Linked DNA regions of Mus musculus: region 1 is linked to region 2. The links are chromatin contacts, called in public Hi-C maps. All regions are on one chromosome and are shown on one strand. The core of a region is the stretch at or near the end of the contact, and the rest is flanking DNA. Distances in the headings are between cores, read along the strand shown.

Region 1 (6,155 bases), core at 1,171-3,670, 300 kb after region 2:
AGAGGAACAGTCCCATCTAAGCCTGGTGGGTGGCTCTGAATCAGGTTAGTGATAGGTTTGAAGGCTTCACAAGAGATGGGAGATGACAAGGCAGCTAAGAAAGAGCTCAGGTGGGCCTGGGAAATATAACTCAGTTGGTAGAGCATTTGCCTAGCATACATGAGGCCCTGGGTTCTAGTCCCAGGACAGCATAAACTGTGCAATGGTACATAAACACATGTAATCCAAGCACTCAGGAAGTAGAGGCAGGAGGCTCAAAAGGCCAAGGCCCTCTTTTCCTACATAGTGAACTTGAGACTCGTCTGAGCCCAGCCAAACAAAGGGTATACCAGGACCAAGGAGACAGTTTTGGTCGGCTGCTAGATCTCCCAGCAAAGCATCCCTGCCAGGTAAGCCATCTTAACTTGGTGTCTGTCATTGGAAGAAGTCTGAGATGGGATATCTTATAAATCGAGGTGTCTAGCACTCATTCTGTAGGTAACCAGAAGCAGGCCAGGGGGAAGAGACACTGGGCTTCCTCCCAGAGGCAGCCCTGCCTGTATTGACGTTAAAACCTTTAAGGAAAAGGGAAGAAAGAAGGAAGGGATCCTAAGAAACTCTATGTGCATGTGTGGGGGCAGGGCTGGCTGGGGGAGGACCATGGCCCACGTGAGCTGTGCCCTGGCCACAGCCGAGATATTTCTAGCATAGCTTCTGAGCCTGGGCCTGATGCTTGTCCATGGGACAAACCTCCCACACTGTCAGAAGAGTCCATGAAGGGGATAAACATCTACTGCCACTTTCTACTAAACTGCCCCTCCCTCCCTCCCTCCCTCCCTCCCTCTCTGGGTATGGTGGCAAAATCTTTAATCCCAAGCAGTCTGGGAGGCAGAGGATCTCTGTAAATTCATGCCCAGCCTGATCAACAAAGAGAGTCCAGGCCAATGGGGGCTACACAGTGTCTCAAAACAAAAACAAAAACAAAAACAAAAACAAAAACAAACGAACAAACAAACAAAGACTCTCAAAGCCAAGTGCACAAATAGGTAACATAATGGTGGGGTCAATCCCCTTGGATATCCTCACGGCACCTCCAGGCCATCAACAGTGTAATTGTGTTTACGTTTGAGGATCATCTTCCTGGTTTTCAACTGATCCTTACAACACAGGGGGTGGAGATATTGTGATACGGCCTGCTACAGAGAAGTCAAGGCTCAGAGAAACTGAGGCACTTACCCAGATCTATCCAGCTGATAGGAGGCCTGGCTGGTGTCACATAGTCTGATGGGGCAAGCTGAGGCAATTCCCATACTATCTCTCTGGCCAGGGTTTAGGCCACCTGTTACCACCTGAGGAGATGAGGGGATTCCACAGCACCAACCACAGGGAAGCAGGCACAGGGAAGACTGTAGATTCTGGGATGGGTCAAGGACAGAAAGTGATGCTCTGAGCCAGTGAGACGCTCAGAAGGACAAGGTGCCTGCTGCCAAATCTGATGACCAGAGTTTAGTCCCTGGGACCCACAGGGTGGAAGGAGAGAACTACACGCTGTTTTATGACCATGATAAACCCACACACACACGTGCACACGTATACACACTATGACATGTACATACCCACATGCATATACATACATATATACTTATAATTAAATGTAAAATATTCTTAAAAAAAACAAATCAACCAGGGACCCACATAGCAGCTATGCCTCAGTGTCATCAATTGGTGAGACGAACACAGAGGGCCAGGGCACAGCCCGCTCCCTCTCAGCATACAGGAAGTTGGGCCTCTCCTTCCTGCCTCAGAAAGACACTGATTTGCTTTCAATGTGTACATTACCCATTAGTACCTCAGTGACGATGGAGGAGCCGGGAGTGTCGTACACCCAGCCATGCTCGCAGGGGCTCAGTGGCAAGTGGCTCCTGTTGGCAGCCAGGCTGGACAGTGGGTCCACACAGTCAAGGGTGCTCTGGTTCCAGTCCACCTCATACTTCATGCATTGGCTGAGGAAGGAGGCCTCACCCGCAGACCCCAGGCCCGGCACGGTGTAGTTCAGCTCCTCTGCCGGGCTCCAGCCACACCGCTGGCTCAGCTCGGCCACTCCAGGACTCCGGCAGTGGTGGTCGGGGGTGAAGCCCAGGAAAACGATGCCCACGTAGATGGGAGCTAAAGAAGCTGAGATCAGGCATAGCAACAGGAAGGCTTGCTTCTGGAACCAGCCAAACTCTCCAACGTGCTCCAGGACATCGTCCACGGTGGGCATGGCTGGGTAGGGCCCTCACCAACTCAGCCAGGCCTGCTCTGGACTGCCACTGGGGGTTCGTGCAGCGTCTCATTTAAAGTTCTTGGAACTGCGGTGGCTTGAAATCAAGTTGCTGTTCAAGCCTGATACATCTGGAAGGCAACCAACCAGAAACAACCTTTTACCCCGCGATACCAGTGTGAGAGCCAGGGCAGGGATACACGAGGCTTACCTGAAGACTTGTTTGCTCTTCTGGGAAGTGAGCCAAGGCTCTGGCCTGGCAGGAGGAAGCAGGCAAACAGGCTTGAGTGTGCATAGTCACACACACACACACACACACACACACACACACAGACACACACACACAGACACACACACACAGACACACACACACACACAAAATCTCTCAGGACCTTCTGAAGAGCAATTCTATTACTTCTGCGGGCTAGGTAGGACAGCTTGCTTGGCATGTACGAAGCTCTGGGTTCAATCCCCAACAGCACACAAACTAGACATGGTAGTTCATACCTGTAATCCCAGCAGGCACGTTTGGGATCAGCCTGTGCTACGTGAGATCTTGTCTCAAAAACTAACTAAGATACTCATGACCATCATTTTTCAGGGATGGCAGGCCACCGTTAGGTAGCCTTGAGCAGGACCAAATGGCAAATCCCAAGGATGGTACCTCTGTGGTCACCCCCACACAGATTGGCTATTCCACCTTCTAGTACTCTCTTTCCTTTGTGGGCCCAATGAAGCCTAGCGGCCTAGCTGAGAAGCCCACGCAGCAAAGAGGTAAGGGCTGAGGGAACATAGACAATGACCAGTGAGCAACTGAGACCCTCAGCCCTCAACCAAAGGAACTGAATCCTGCCAGCCTTCGGGTCAGCTCAGCACCTCATCTCCCTTTAAACAAGCCTTGCCGTTAGGCTCATCCCATAGTCTTTAAAGGTTCAAGCACTTAGAAATTCATCCTCTTTTAAAATATCCAGTCTCTTTTAAAAATCAAATGTCTCTCAACTGTAGACTCCAATACAATAAAAAAAAATTAGTTAAATACTTTTTTACTTCAAGAGGGAAGAGCCAGGGCACAGAAACAATCTAAACAAATCAAAATCAAACTCCACCTGTAAATAACCCAGTGTCAAATGTCTGGAATCCACTCACGATCTTCTGGACTCTTCCAAAGGATTTGGGTCAATTCTTTGGCCCTACCCTCTGCCGCACACACAGCTCCAGCTGGCTCCACCACTGTGGCTGTTCTCGGTCATCCTATGGTCCTGGCATAGTTGTTTGTTTTTAGCTTTGGTCTAATCTTTCCTTACTATGCCCCATTCTTCCCCAGTGTATATCCATGTATATTCATGCCACTGTATATTGGAAGTATATGATTTGTTGTTGTTTTGTTTCTTTTATAGGGGATCAATATTTAAAAATTGCCTTAAGTGTCACCAAAGACTTTGGACTTTTAAGGTGTTGAGATTATTAATGACTATGTGGACTTTTGAAGTTGGATTGTAAGTATTTTGCATTATGACATGACCACAAATCCCTGGGTGATGGAGGCTAAATGTGTCTTAAAGGAGAAATATCTTCCATAGGGCATGTATTTAAACACTTGGTTCCTTGTTGTTGATTCTGTTTGGGGAAGTTATGGAAACTTTAGGAGGTGGAGCTGAGATGGGGAGGGGAGAAGGGGGGAGGGAAAGGGAGAGGGGGTTGAGAGAGAACACATTAATCTTACCCCACTTCCTGTGTGTTTGCACATGCTTGCTTTGTTCTCTCTCTCTCTCTCTCTCTCTCTCTCTCTCTCTCTCTCTCTCTGTGTGTGTGTGTGTGTGTGTGTGTGTGTGTGATCAGCCAGCTTCATGTTCCTGCCCCTATGGTTTCTGTGTCATGAAGAACTCCATCCCTTTGCATCCATAAGCCAAAATAACCTTCCTTAGTCTGGTTTCAGTCACAGTATTTTATCACACTAAAAGAAAAGTCACACAGCCTACACATGAACACAGCCCCACAGACTTATGAGTCCCTGTGTTTCTAAGATTCCTTGCTCCAAGGAACTCAGAGTTGGTCCCCTCCTGCTCAGGTGTCTACAAGCTGGCCTACTCAAAACATACTTCTCATGAGGCTGTGTCAAAGCTCCGCTCTCTCTGCCAGCTTTCTTCTTCTTCATAAGAGCTCAGCCTATGGGGCTCTGCTGGAAGGGCTGAACATATCCTGGAAGAATGGAGAAAGGCAGAAAAGTAGGAAGGTAGGCATGAGGGATAGGGTGAGGAGGACAGAAGGAGGAAATAGGCAAAGCCCCACCCCAAAGAGCAGTCAATGGATTAACTCTGAGCAGGATACTTGTCCTTTTTGAGCCCCCAAAATATACACTTCCCTGAGAAGTGTCATGTGTATGTCTGCAGACTAGCTAAGGTGCAAAGGTCCCACTTTGAACACACACTAGAAGACAAGAATAGAAATCAGCACCCCTCACTGTCCTCACATCCCCTCCCACCACACAGGGCCCTAAGCCCACCTCTGACTTATCCATGCAGAATATAGCTGCCCTGGCCTAGAGAGGAACTATGCTCAGGCCTTCTTTCTTTTGTTTGGACAGAGACCATGGAGGGAGAGTCTTTCTTAGCCTATGTGGTTCCCTTTATCTTTACCCAGGTCTATGGTTCCAGTCCACATGCAAATGGCCAGATATCCCAGGCAATTTAAATTGCAAGACTCCTTCCTGAGAGGGAGCCATGCTCTGATGAATTCCCAGGTTAACTCCACAGTGTAGGTGAGAACCCAAAGCCAGAAGGGCTGATGATACAGTCTGGATGTGTTTTTCTGCCAAATCTCAGGTTGAAATTTAACTGTTAATGGAATGGTATTGAGGCATGGCAAGACCTTTAAGAGATACTGGGTAATGCTGTTCCACCCTCATGAAGGGATTAAGGCAGTGATCACAACCTTCCTAATGCTGTGCCTCTTTACAGTCCCTCACATTGTGCTGACCCCCCAACCATAAAATTATTGTTATTGCTACTTCATAACTGTAACCTTGCTACTGTTATGAATCATAATGTAAATGTTTCCAATTGTGTTAGGTGCACCTGTGAGAGGGTCATTTGGGACCCTTAGATTAAGGTTATTCCCAAGACACAGGTTTAGTTACAAGGACAAGCTACTAAGTAGCATCCAGTACCCTTTGCCCCTCTCTTTCATGTGTTCCCATTGGCCCTTATTTCTGGCATGAGTGAGCATCATGGGACCATACTGGCTCCATATTCTTGGACTTTTCAGCCTCTACTGTGAGCCCAAAGTAACCTGCTTCCTTTAGACATGACTGGTCTGCAGTGTTTCGCTATATATATACAAAGATCACAAGTCGCCTGCCCCGAGTCATGTCTCAGTAATTCGCACACTACCCATTTACCAGTGACCCATTTTCCAAAACTTCCTATGCATCAGCTCAACTCATCTAATGTCCAATAGACACAAATTCCATGTGGGTACCTTCCCCACTGTTGGAAAGTGGCCCCCGGGTGCTGGTACCTCCTGGAGCCAAGGGAGGAATGGGAATGTAGGTTGGGTAGGGGTGTTAGGGTCAGGGGTTGAAGTAACTACAGGAACAAGAATAGAAGCTGGGCTCATCTTAAAAGGGAGAAGCCAGGTTTGAGGGTAAGCCTGGGTCTTATAAAGTACTAGATTCCCAGGGTGCTCTATGTGTGACCCAAAAATCCTGGTGACCTTCCCATAGGCCATCTGTAAAATGGGGCTGACCCAGTCCTGCAGAACTGAGGTAGGGTTTGGGGAACATACACACTAAAGGGAAAAAAATCAGCCATGACTCAACAGGAAAGCTGAACCAGGCTTTCTGGTGAACCCAGTGGTTCCCAGTGTGAGGCGCTACCATTGGAGCAGTTTCCTTTTGTCCTGTCATTTCCTTGTA
Region 2 (6,079 bases), core at 70-2,569:
ACAAAAAGATAGTCTTTCAGCTGAATCCCTCCACTTTTGAGGGTATTACCATGATACTGCGAGTTCTTATGGAGGAGAGATCCACACTGGAGGGGATATTAAGAAAGGACTGGGAAGCGGAAGGTATATATATATATATATATATACACACACACACATATATATGTATATATACACACACATATATTATGAATACATATACACACATATACATATATGCATAAATACATATATATGCATATGCATACATATATATAATGCAGATATACATTCATATATATACACATACACATACCTATATGTGTATATGTACAAGTATACACACATATATACCTACATACACATACATATGTATATATCTATATATACACATACATATGTATATACTTATATATACACATACGTACATACATACACACACACATGTGTGTGTGTGTGTCCTCAAAGGCCAGAAGAGGACATTAGATCTCCTGGAGCTGGTGTTATGAGTGACTGTGAGCTGTCTGATGTGGGTGCTGGAACTTGAATTCTGGAGCAGCAGTAAGTGCTTCACTTACCACTGAGTTCTTTTTCCAACTCACAAACGGATTTCAACACTGCACAGTAGGCTAGTGGTGCTTCTCCATGGTTTGGCCCTTGCCCGGCAATGCCGAGTCTCACTATACAGGTGGGTCAAGGGCTAAAACACACCAGGACAGAAGTTATGTACTGCTTAAGTTTGAAAGCGGCGTGAATATGACGGTGTTGTAAAAATGATATGACTTAGTCAAACTGCTTAGTCAACATCAGGGCTGGGAGAGAGCTGAGGGGTCACCAAAGCCAAACCAAACCAAAACCAACCGCTACTCGCAACATAACGGATGAAAAACAAGCTCATACAGCTTACGCAATACACACACTGAGACATCATGTGTTACCCCAGGCCCCTCTTCTGAAAATGGGAACAGGGTACAGCCGATTGCCAGTAAGGTCAAACGAGGCTGAGTATGGACCACTTGGCAGAATCTGGCATATGGGAGGCACTCAGCAAAGGAAGAAGAGAGAAAGAAATGAGAGGAGACTGGCAACATGGTGGCTTGGGAGGAGGGAGGAGGGAGGAAGTAAGAGGGAAGAGGGAGGACGGAGAGGTGTAACAGGGTGTAGGGGTCCAATGGGGAAGGCCACTGCCATCACTTCCAGCATCTACCACAGGCTCTGCTCAAACATTTTGTAAGCTCCCTGTTCGAGGTAATGTTTGCTCTTTCTGCATACAGTGGTGGGGGCCCCAGAGAATAATTAACCTATTTGGACTACCTTGCTTGTGGATGCCTCTGTTCCCCTTTAAGTCAACACCAGGAACTAGGACACAGTTGTCCAGGTGCTGTTGGCCAGTCCCAACATGGACCATAAGGAAGTAATCCTTCTGTTTCTCTTGCTTCTGAAACCAGGTAAGATTTTGATGCACAGGTTTCGTTCCGCTTTTTAAAAATTCTAGCCATCCATTAAAAATAGATTCGCTGTGTCTTTTTGGGCAATTCATTTAAATGAGCTATTGGCTTATGGGACTTTCAGCTTAAAGTGTCAGACTGAGGAGTTCGACATATAAATTCAGTTTCCCTGTGAATACTGCTTGGGTAGGGATGGACAGGCAGAGCAAGCCACCAGTGGCTTTGTAAACCTAATTGAAGGGGGATTTTGGAGGGGTCTGACTAAAGGGCAATGTGGCTCAGTGGTAGAGCACTTGGCTAGCATATTTGAGGTTCTGGGTTCAGTTCCTGGTGGTGGTAGTTAGTGGGCTTAGATGGTCTACCTCTTTGCCTTGTTTTCAGTGTGACTGATTAGAAACTTTTGTTGAGCCATCCTGTTTCCATTGGGATCTTCTGTTTGGCTGAAGGAAGGCTTTGCATGGGTACACATCTGCCTCTGATGCTTCCGTGAGTCACATAGGTCCATTTTAAAGTGTCATGTATTTGCAGTAATTAAACAAATACCTATTTAGAGGTCAGGGTTCCTACACACATTGTGTGTGTGTGTGTGTGTGTGTGTGTGTGTGTGTGTGTGTGTGTGTAGAAACTAGCACTGGGGACACTATAAGCTTAGGGGTCACTCCGAACCAGATTCTCTGCAGTAGGATCAACATGTATCTCTGCCAATTGAGGGGCATTCCTTCATAAGGTCTTTGTCAAAGTACTTGTCATTATCTACAGAAATGGCTTGACTTTCATTTCCTATTGCACAGAAATAGCCTGGGAGAGGATAAAAACGCTTCTTCCACAACTGTGAACAAACTATTGATTTTTTTTTGAGATAAAGTCATATTATATAGTCCTGACCAGACTGAAACTTGCTATGTAGACCAGGCTAGCCTTTAACTCTCAGAAGCCCACTTCTGCTTCCCAAGTGCTAGGATAAAAAGTGTCATCCATCAAGCTCAGCAGAGATTTAATTTTGCACACTCAAGTACACACACACACACACACACACACACACACACACACACACACCATAGTAATGAAAAAAGCCTCTTTGCTTTGATGGTAATACCCATCTATATTTAGTCTGTTACAAAGAAATAATTTTCCTACTAAAAGATTTGTTTCAAGTCTCCTTATCAATATACTATATTAAACTTTATTTTCTACAAGAGCCCTGGAGGTAAACAGAAGAGATAAAGATTTGGAGAAAAAATTCAAATACAAAAGAAAAGATTCGGTTCCTCTTGGGGACATGTCTTTGGAGTGGCAGCTCCTTGGGTGGATCTCAGCGGCTGTCCACCAATAAACATGACACAAAGCTGATGGTCCAAACAGGAGGGCTCTCTCCTCTCCATCGTCATCCGAGACCTTCCTTGGCACACTCCCCGAGAACTCTTAGCACAGGTTAGCCCAACTCTGCCTAGACACGCTGTGCAGGATGACTGTATGCCTTCCAAATCACACGCAGCTCCGCAGCTCCCCAAAGCTTGGGTCTTCTCAAGGTGGGCGTTTGAATTGGAATGGAACAGAAGTCTAAAATGTTCCATTTCTCCATAATCTCTTATGCCCACAGCAAGCGCTCTGACAGTGTAAGGGCATTAGCCAACTCCACACTCTCTACCCAGCTTTCCAGTTTGGAGCATTGAGGAGGGATGGAGTCACCAGAGAGGGAGAGGGTAGGCTTTCAAAGATGAGTCTGTGTTTACCTTCTCAAGTGTTCCTGCTTCCGATCCTGGTCACTTGTTAACTTGCTGGATCTGGCTTCGATTTCCCTCTAGAGGTCAAGGTTGCCATGTTGCCTAATTCCATGAAGACTTTTCTATGTTCATTAACCTCTTTGTCCTCTCACCGCTATGGAAATCATGACTATTTACACAAAAGAGTAGTAGCAGGGGTTCAGGCTTGGAACAGAGTTGTCAAGCTTAAGCCAGCATTTTAGCACCTTAGCCCAGGGGACACCTGGCAGCTGGGACCACATTCTATGGGGACAAGAGGGAAAGCAAGCAACTCTGTCTCAGATTGCATCTCACACAAAAATCAAATCATGGTAGCACACATATGTAATTCTGCACTAGGGAGGCTGAAGAAGGAAGATTGCTTGAGTGCCAGACCAGGTAGAAAGATGTTGTCTCAACAACAACAACAACAACAACAACAACAACAACAACAACAACAACAACAACCAACAACAACAGTGAAGCCAGTATTTGTACCAGGCACTACTGTTTTGGTTTTTTTTTTTTTGTTTTTTTGTTTTTTTTTTTGTTTTCGAGACAGGGTTTCTCTGTATAGCCCTGGTTGCCCTGGAACTCACTTTGTAGACCAGGCTGGCCTTGAGTTCAGAAATCCGCCTGCCTCTGCCTCCCGAGTGCTGGAATTAAAGGTGTTCGCCACCACGCCCAGCTTCCAGGCTCTACTTTTTAATAACTTTCTCTGAAATGCCAGATGCTTTCATCATCAAGAAAAAAGTCATATGTCATTGAAAAGCATATATCATTGACAGTCAATCAACAGTATCCCATGCCGTGTTCTCTCCTGGAAGATCAAATGAATAACATCAACCAACCAGACCCCCAGAGCTCCCAGGGACTAAGCCACCAACCAAGGCATACACATGGCTCCAGCTGCATATGCAGCAGAGGACAGCATTGTCAGGCATCAACGGGTGGAGAGGTCCTTGGTCCTATGCCGGCTAGATAGATGCCCCAGTGTAGGGGAATTGAGGGTGGGGAGGCAGGAGTGGTGGGTGGGTAGAGGAACATTCTCATAGAAGCGGGGGGGGGGCAAGGGGGGAGGGAAGAAGTGGGATAGGGGTTTCTGGGAGGAGGGGAAACCAGATAAGGGGGTAATACTTGAAATGTAAATAAATTTAAAAATAAAATGAAAAAAGAAAATCAAGTCGCTGCTCTGGGGCCTCACTGCCTTATCACAGGGCAAGCAATACGAGCAGAGTAATTTACTCTAAAGTTTTGCTCTTATATGGTAATAGAGAGGTGGCTGCATGGGCCTCAGTTACTAATCTGCCAGTCTGGCTGTACTTTCAATCTATTGCAAACTACTGGGACTGCTTATCTGAGTAAGGAGTCCTTCTTTTTCCCCTACCATAAAGCATTCAGCCACACAATAACAGCTAGTGTTCTTTGATTGGTAAAAAGCAAATAAATTAAAAAGCCATGAAATATGCACATGCATGTGCTTATACACACACACACACACACATACACACACACACACACACACACACACACACACACACACATGCGCGCGCGCGCGCATGCACCACATGATAATGAGCGATGTCCTTATCTGACTTGCTCAGTTTTCCACTTTTGTTGCAGGACAAGGGGACTCGCTGGATGGCTACATAAGCACACAAGGGGCTTCACTGTTCAGTCTCACCAAGAAGCAGCTCGCAGCAGGAGGTGTCTCGGACTGTTTGGCCAAATGTGAAGGGGAAACAGACTTTGTCTGCAGGTATCATGGGTGCCAATGTCTCAGGCGGAGCTCTGGCCACTTGAGGCTCTGACTCAAGAGAAAGGAGGGCTGCAGTGATGAAAAGCCTTTGTCTTTGTAACTCTAGGGACTGGAGTTCCATCTTTAGAGCCCACATAGAGTTGAAAGAGGACCACAAAGGTGTCCTCTGACCTCAATGTACATGCATTGGTACATATGTGCCTGTACTTACAATACATACATACAGTAATAATAATTTTAAAAAATCAAAATTAAATTAAAATGGAAATTTAAAAAATCAAGGTAAAGATGGTTTACAGGGCTGGGGTTTGCTTATGATACCTGTGGACCATAGAACAAGGTCTTGTGAAGATTTATTAGTGTTCCCTTTAAGAAAAAAAAATCTCTGGCAAGGGGGTAGAAAGATGGCTCTGTTCCTAGAACACTTGCATTGCAAACACAATGACCTGGGTTTGATTTCCAGCACAAATGTGAAAGCGACAGGAAGTGTCTGTTGTCATAGCACTGTGGAGGCAGAGCAAGCAGATCCCTGTAGCTCATTGGCTACCCAATCCAGCCAATGGGAGAGCTCCAGGTCCAATGAAAGACCCTGTATAAAAAACACAATGGGAGAGAGATTGAGGAAGACACCCGAGGCTCAGATCTGGCCTACACACACACACACACACACACACACACACACACACACACACATAGCAGTGGGGCAGGAGCATTAGCAATCCTTGCTGTGGGCTATAGTTGCAGACGTCAGCAGTAACTACTTACTACAGACCACATGAAGAAAACTGAAAACATTCCCTAAAGTCTTGGGGAGCAAAGACACCTACACAGTCTGGTGTCTGTCTTTCTGTATTTACACAACAGTCAAAGGAACCAATGATCGTATAAAAGAAAAAGACAGCTATTGTGAGGCACTGCTCAGTGCATGTTCTGTAGAGATTCGGAGGCACAAAGCACTGGGAAGAGTTGAGGGAGTTGAGAAAGTGTCACCAGGGAGAGGAGGCAGGTGATCTGGGTGAGCTAGGCAGAGGGATTTTTGACAAGGCTGCAGGAACATGGAGAGGCACTCCAGGAAGGGAGAGGGGACAGAGCTGGCCTGTGGTAGGATCACAAGACTTCGGCAGGAGATCTGGCCTGAAAGATGGCTGCCA

The links. A called contact is a pair of places that touch in the nucleus more often than the background predicts.
Region 1: a contact with region 2 is called in a Hi-C map of liver, with 4 times the contacts expected there. The contact joins the promoter of Slc22a1 here to the promoter of Plg in region 2. A contact is called at or near these places in 3 of 39 promoter capture datasets (embryonic stem cells and liver), 1 of 484 Hi-C or Micro-C datasets (liver), 2 of 115 datasets of contacts at active chromatin or transcription factors (extraembryonic endoderm stem cells and trophoblast stem cells) and 1 of 9 other capture datasets (liver).

Annotation. Positions count from the first base shown.
Region 1 is chr17:12,673,418-12,679,572 of GRCm38.p6, forward strand. Slc22a1 (solute carrier family 22 (organic cation transporter), member 1) reads right to left here and starts at 2,421. Exons shown (of 11, transcript NM_009202.5): 1 at 1,829-2,421. The coding sequence starts at 2,242.
Region 2 is chr17:12,377,290-12,383,368 of GRCm38.p6, forward strand. It overlaps Plg (plasminogen), which reads left to right and starts at 1,320. Exons shown (of 19, transcript NM_008877.3): 1 at 1,320-1,427; 2 at 4,793-4,928. The coding sequence starts at 1,379.